2 separate regions of the Sus scrofa genome follow, and region 1 is linked to region 2. Evidence: chromatin contacts called from public Hi-C data. All regions are on one chromosome and are shown on one strand. The core of a region is the stretch at or near the end of the contact, and the rest is flanking DNA. Distances in the headings are between cores, read along the strand shown.

Evidence for each region. A called contact is a pair of places that touch in the nucleus more often than the background predicts.
Region 1: a Hi-C map of fetal skeletal muscle shows a contact between it and region 2, with 1.7 times the contacts expected there. The contact joins the promoter of N4BP3 here to the promoter of HNRNPAB in region 2. A contact is called at or near these places in 6 of 47 Hi-C or Micro-C datasets (alveolar macrophages, blood, fetal skeletal muscle and 3 more).

Annotation. Positions count from the first base shown.
Region 1 is chr2:80,262,649-80,265,348 of Sscrofa11.1, forward strand. N4BP3 (NEDD4-binding protein 3) reads right to left here and starts at 1,257. Exons shown (of 5, transcript XM_003123673.4): 1 at 800-1,257. LOC106507311 reads left to right here and starts at 64. Exons shown (of 3, transcript XM_021085150.1): 1 at 64-132; 2 at 779-1,421. The coding sequence starts at 64.
Region 2 is chr2:80,192,547-80,195,246 of Sscrofa11.1, forward strand. HNRNPAB (heterogeneous nuclear ribonucleoprotein A/B) reads right to left here and starts at 1,380. Exons shown (of 7, transcript NM_001112695.1): 1 at 1,370-1,380; 2 at 1,010-1,276; 3 at 94-262. The coding sequence starts at 1,254.

The DNA of each region.
Region 1 (2,700 bases), core at 7-2,506, 70 kb after region 2:
CCCAGATTTCCGCCTGGCCTCAGGTGAGCTCTCACTTTGGCCAAAGGTTGTGGCCAGACTGGGATGGTGCTCCAGACCTGGGAGTGTCCCCTATCCGCGGGACCCCTGGCAGCAGGCTGGCAGCTGCCACCAGTAAGGGGCAGAGGTTGGAGGAAAGGGGTATCTCGAGGGAGCAGAAGAGGGCAGGAGAGGAGTCTGGTGGGAAAGGTGGAGGGGCAGTCGAGGTTGTCATCTCCATGGACTTTCCCTGGGAAAGGCTGTGGCCGAGACAAGGCTCCCCAGAACTACGGGAGATCCTCAAGCTACCCGGAGGCGGGAGGGGACATCTCTTCCAGGCCCTTCTCTAGGGCCTGACCTGAGCGGATGGGCTGGGGGAATGGAAGACGAGGTCATACTCCCGCGCCAAGGGCGCCTGCCCTATAACCATTAGCAGCGCGGGGATCCCAGGCGCTGCTCCCAGGAAAGAGCATTTGCATGGGTTACTGAGAGCAGCGTGACCTGCCGCCTGCCCTTCCAGCGGGGCGTTCCTGATCGCGGATGATCCCTGATCCCACATAGTCCCTGATCCCGCACCTCGGTGCTTCGGTGTCAGGAAGCAGGGGTACCTGGGCGCACACCACACCTTGCCACCCCCGCCCACTTCTCAGATGTAACCACGGCTGGCGAAGGGCTGCAGCTTGGCCAAGGTCGCTGGGAGAGCTAGACCTCCGCGGCCGGTCCCACCCCGCGAGTCCGGCCGGTCCCACCCCGCGAGTCCAGCCCCCAGCCCTGGCCCTAGCCCCCGTCGCTCCCCACTCACCATGCTGGCGCCGCTCCGCACCCCTCGCGCGCTGCAGCTCCCTGGCGCGGATTTGAACCTTCCCTCCAGGGCACCGGCTCCAGCCGAGACTGCGAGCCGGGCCGGAGCGGCCGGGCAGCAGGCGCCAGGAAAACGCGGGCGGGCGCCGGAGCCGGATTGGCGAGGGAGGGACGCGATCGGCAGTGCTCGCTCGCCTGCCCCAGAGGCGGAGGGAAAACCCGGCCTGACTCACCCGCGCGCTGCCGGCCCGGGGACCGGCCCGGGCCCCCGGATGTGGGAGGCGGGGACGGGGGACCACCCCCGCCCACCGCGTGCCAACCTGAGCCCCGCCCGGGTTCGTGGCTCCAGCCTAGCCCTGCCCGCAGAAGCGCCGCGCAGCGGTGGCACCGGAGCCCCCAGAGGGTTGCGCTCTGCGCGGAGACCGTCCCTGGCGCGCGGGCTCGGGCACTGGCCGAGTCGAAGCCCGGAGTGCGGCCGACACCCCCAGAGGGCGCCCAGCCCACCCTCCTCCGCCTCCTAGTCCTCCTGGCCTCACCCGGCCCTCTCGGTTTCCAGAACCCAACAGCTTCCGAAGAGGCGTGTTCAATCCATCATCTCCCTGATCCTCACCGCCTCCTCTTAGGTAAGCAGTATTATTCCCTTTTGAGGCTGAGCAAAATAGCACTCCGAGAGGTTACCCAAGGTCTCTGGCTTGTTAGCCACTGAATTGGTCGCTAAGTTTTTTTGCTGCCAAAGCCGTCTGGGGAAGCAAATTCAGATGCCTTCGGGGGCCAGACAAATAATGTGAGTTAAGCAGGTACAAGAAGATGGAGACCGAGTCCGAAATGGACACCAAAAGGCATTCATGTTCCAATATTAAAACACCACGTCTTCCCCTAAAGGTTATGAACATATAGTGAGGTATGACCCAGCAGTTCCACTCCCTAAGTACACATCCCAAAGAATTGAAAACAGGGAAGAGACTCAGACACCTGTGCAAAAACGTTCCAAGCAGGACTATTCACATTAGTCCAAAGGTGGAAACAACCCAAGTGTCTCTCAACAGATGAATGGATACACAAAATGCAGTCTATCCATACAATAGAATATTATTCAACCATAAAAAGGAATGGTGGTTTTGTTTTGTTTTGTTTCTCAAACCCGCTGGGCCTGTGGCATATGGAAGTTCCCCCACTAGGGGTCCAATGGGAGCTGCAGCTGATGGACTACTCCAGAGCAACAGCAACGCCAGATCCTTAACTCTCTGAGGCATCTAATCCTTATGGACACCATGTTGGGTTCTTAATCTGCTGAGCCATAACGGGAACTCCAGTTATGGTGTTCTTATACATGCTACAGCATGGGTGAACTGCCAAACAATTTTGCTAAGTGAAAGAAACCAGACACGTAGAGCCAGGTGTGGTATGATTTCACTTATACGAAGCAGGTAGATCCATACAGATAGAAGGCAAATTAGGGCCAGAGTTGTGGGGAGGAATGAACCAGGAGTGACTGCTTAATGGACGTGGGGTTTCTTTTGGTATGAGGAAGGTGTTTTGGAACCAGATGGAGGTGGTGGTTGCACAACACTGTGAATGTGCTAAATGCCATTGAATTGTATACTTTAAAAATGGTTGGAGTTCTCATTGTGGCACAGCAGAAAGGAATCCGACTAGGAACCACGAGGTTGCAGGTTTGATCCCTGGCCTCACTCAGTGGTTAAGGATCTGGCATTGCTGTGAACTGTGGTGTAGGTCGCAGACGCGGCTCAGATCCAGCGTTGCTGTGGCTGTGGTGTAGGCCAGCAGCTGCAGCTCCAATTCGACCCCTAGCTTGGGAACTTCCATATGCTGCAGGTACAGCCCTAAAAAGAAAAAAAAAAAAAAAAAGAAAAAAGAAAAAAAGACATCATGTTACCCATG
Region 2 (2,700 bases), core at 130-2,629:
CATGTGCAGAACACATAAACCAGTCATAGACTAAGAATGGTGGCATAATCTTAGAATACACTGAGACTCCTGATTATACAATACCCAACTTACCTTCTCCACACTGGCTGCATCTTTGAAGAGGATAAACCCAAACCCTCTTGACCGGCCAGTGTTGGGATCCATTTTTATTGTACAGTCAACGACCTCTCCAAATTTGGTAAAATAATCCTTTAGGTCCTTTTTGCTGGTATCCCAGCTCAGGCCACCAACGAACATTTTTCTGAAATGGTGGGGTAAGACACACGGCAACAAGCCTTATGAGAAAGCTGTGATTTTAGAAGAATTGGTCCTAGAAAAGCTTTCACTGACGTAATTATAAATAAAACCACCAACCTGAGCAAAGGTCCACCCCTAAGAGGCCGCAAAGGTTCTACCTCTGGAGGTTAATAAACCTCTGCTACCCTTCAAAACCCAATCTTGACCCTAACGACTCCGCACCCCCCAGGGCTGGTGGGGGAAGGAAGCACAACCTGACCAGAGAGCTAGACCCTGAGCACCACAACTGGAAGGAACCCAACCCAACAACCACGTATCAAAACGCTACAGTCCCTGCCACTCTCCACCACCTCCGAGCACTGGCTCTCAAGGAACTCAAGGCTTCCGGGCCGAGTCCGCGTTCAGGCTGTGACTCCGCCCTCGGCAGGAGGCGGAGGAGGGAGGCCAGGGCGCGCGCCAACTCCGCCCACGCAGCCCCGGCAGCCCGCGACCCGCCGGCCCCGGGTCCGAGCGCACTCCCCTTCCGGGCCGCCCGGCCCCGGCCCCGCGCCAGCGGCCCCAGGGCGGCGCCAAAGTCGACCCAACAAACTCCCTCAAACTCCCGCGCGCGCAGCGGCGGGCGGCGCGGAGTTGCTGGTTTGCGGGCCGCGAGCAGGCCCCGGCCGCCCGCCCCTCCCCCCGCCGCATGGCTCCAACAAAAGGCGGCCCCGGAACAAAGGCGGCGCCCCCGTCGGCCCGTGGCCGCACCTACCCCGCGTCCTCTTCGTTCTTGCTGGCGTTGATCTGGTCGCCCTCGGCGCCGTTCTGGTTGCCGGCCGGGGGCGCCGCGGTCCCGCCTCCAGAGCCCGCTGCGGCGCCGCTGCTGGTGCTGGTGCCGGTGCCGGTGCCGGTGCCGGTGCCGGTCCCGGCCGGCGACTCGCCTTCGGGGGCGGCCTCGTGTCCGTTCTCGGTGGCGCCCGTGGTCTCCATGGGCTGCTCTTCACCCGCTTCCGACATGTTAGGCCGAGGCACGCGGCTCCTGCAACAAGCGGCCACATACAGACACAGCGCGTCAGGCCCGCACGGCTCATGCCCGGACTCCCGCCCGCCGCCCGCAGGCCCGGCCGCTCACCTCGCCGCCGATGACGCCGCGGGGCCCGCTTGTCCTCACCCGCCGAGAAGGCGCCGCGGGCTCGGCCGCGCTCACACTCGCGCTGCCGGGCCTCTCCCCCGTCTACCGACGGAGCCTCCGCGATCGCGCGCCCTTCTCCTCGGCTACCGGAGACGCCGAACAGAATCCTCAGACGGATAATCTCGCCCGGGCCCGCGCGGTGCCGCCGCCTGACAATGCCGACTCGTGGCGCTCTTTATAATGCCGGAGCCGGGGCCACCTCGCAACAAGGCGCATGCTCATTGGCTTCGGCGGCTCGTCACTCAGCCCGGCGCCGGCGTCCCGTTGGCCGCGGCGCCGCGCGCACGCTAGATTCGGGCGGGCTTTGTCCTCATTTTAGAATCCGCGCGAGCCGAGGCCTTGCTAAGGATCTCGGGGTCCGCTGGCCGGACGGCCCTGTCTCTAGGGGCGGGCAGCCCGAGCCCGGAGGCGGAGAGGTCGGAGACTGACGCTCCGCCCTTTGAGGCCGTAGTCTCTCGTCCCCGGTACCCAATCCCAAAGTTGGCCGCCTCGGCCACTCCATTTCCCAAAAGAGGAAACTGGTCTCGAGGAAGCCTCGGAAACCAAGGTTGCCCGGCTGGAATTGGCGGAATCCAGCCTTCCGAGATTAGGCGCATTCGGTCCTCCAAGGCCCTCCGCATGGCTCTGAAAAATTGCGACGGGGCCCGCCCGCTCCCTTGACCTTGGTGCCTTCAAAGCCACGATCTCTGGCCCTTTCTGCCGCCTCCCCCGGAGGCTAGAAGCCGGGAGGGGGCGGAGTCCGCTAGGTGTCTGTAGCCATTAGTGCTCCGCCCCACGTCCCGGCGGGAGAAACCGTGGGACCACGAGGATCCCCTTGGCAACACTTTCACGACTAGTATCGCATTTTTACTTTTGATTACTTAAAATCTTTCATTTAATTCATTTATTTTTGCTCTAATCTATTTTTAAGAAAAGTAAACCGCTTCCGTGAAATCTTGAAGTTTGAGGGAAGGGAAAAATAGTTCTTTTTTCTGATATACAAAACCCCTCAATATTGATCTAGTTGACCACCGGGCTTGAAAGCCCTACGTTATCCCGTGATTCCTTTTAATCAAATGGGTGACAGGCCCCAAATAAACCAGGATTAAAACCTCTAAAGCCTGGGGATTACCAAATAACAGCAGAACACTAGTAGCTGACGTTTCCCACTGGAGTCCTGCTGCCAGGCCCAGTGTGGTGGGCTGGGCGTTTTATTTCCTCTTTTGACCTCCTAACAACCGTATGGAAGGTGGTACCATTACAAATTTATAAATGAGATAACAAACCCAGAG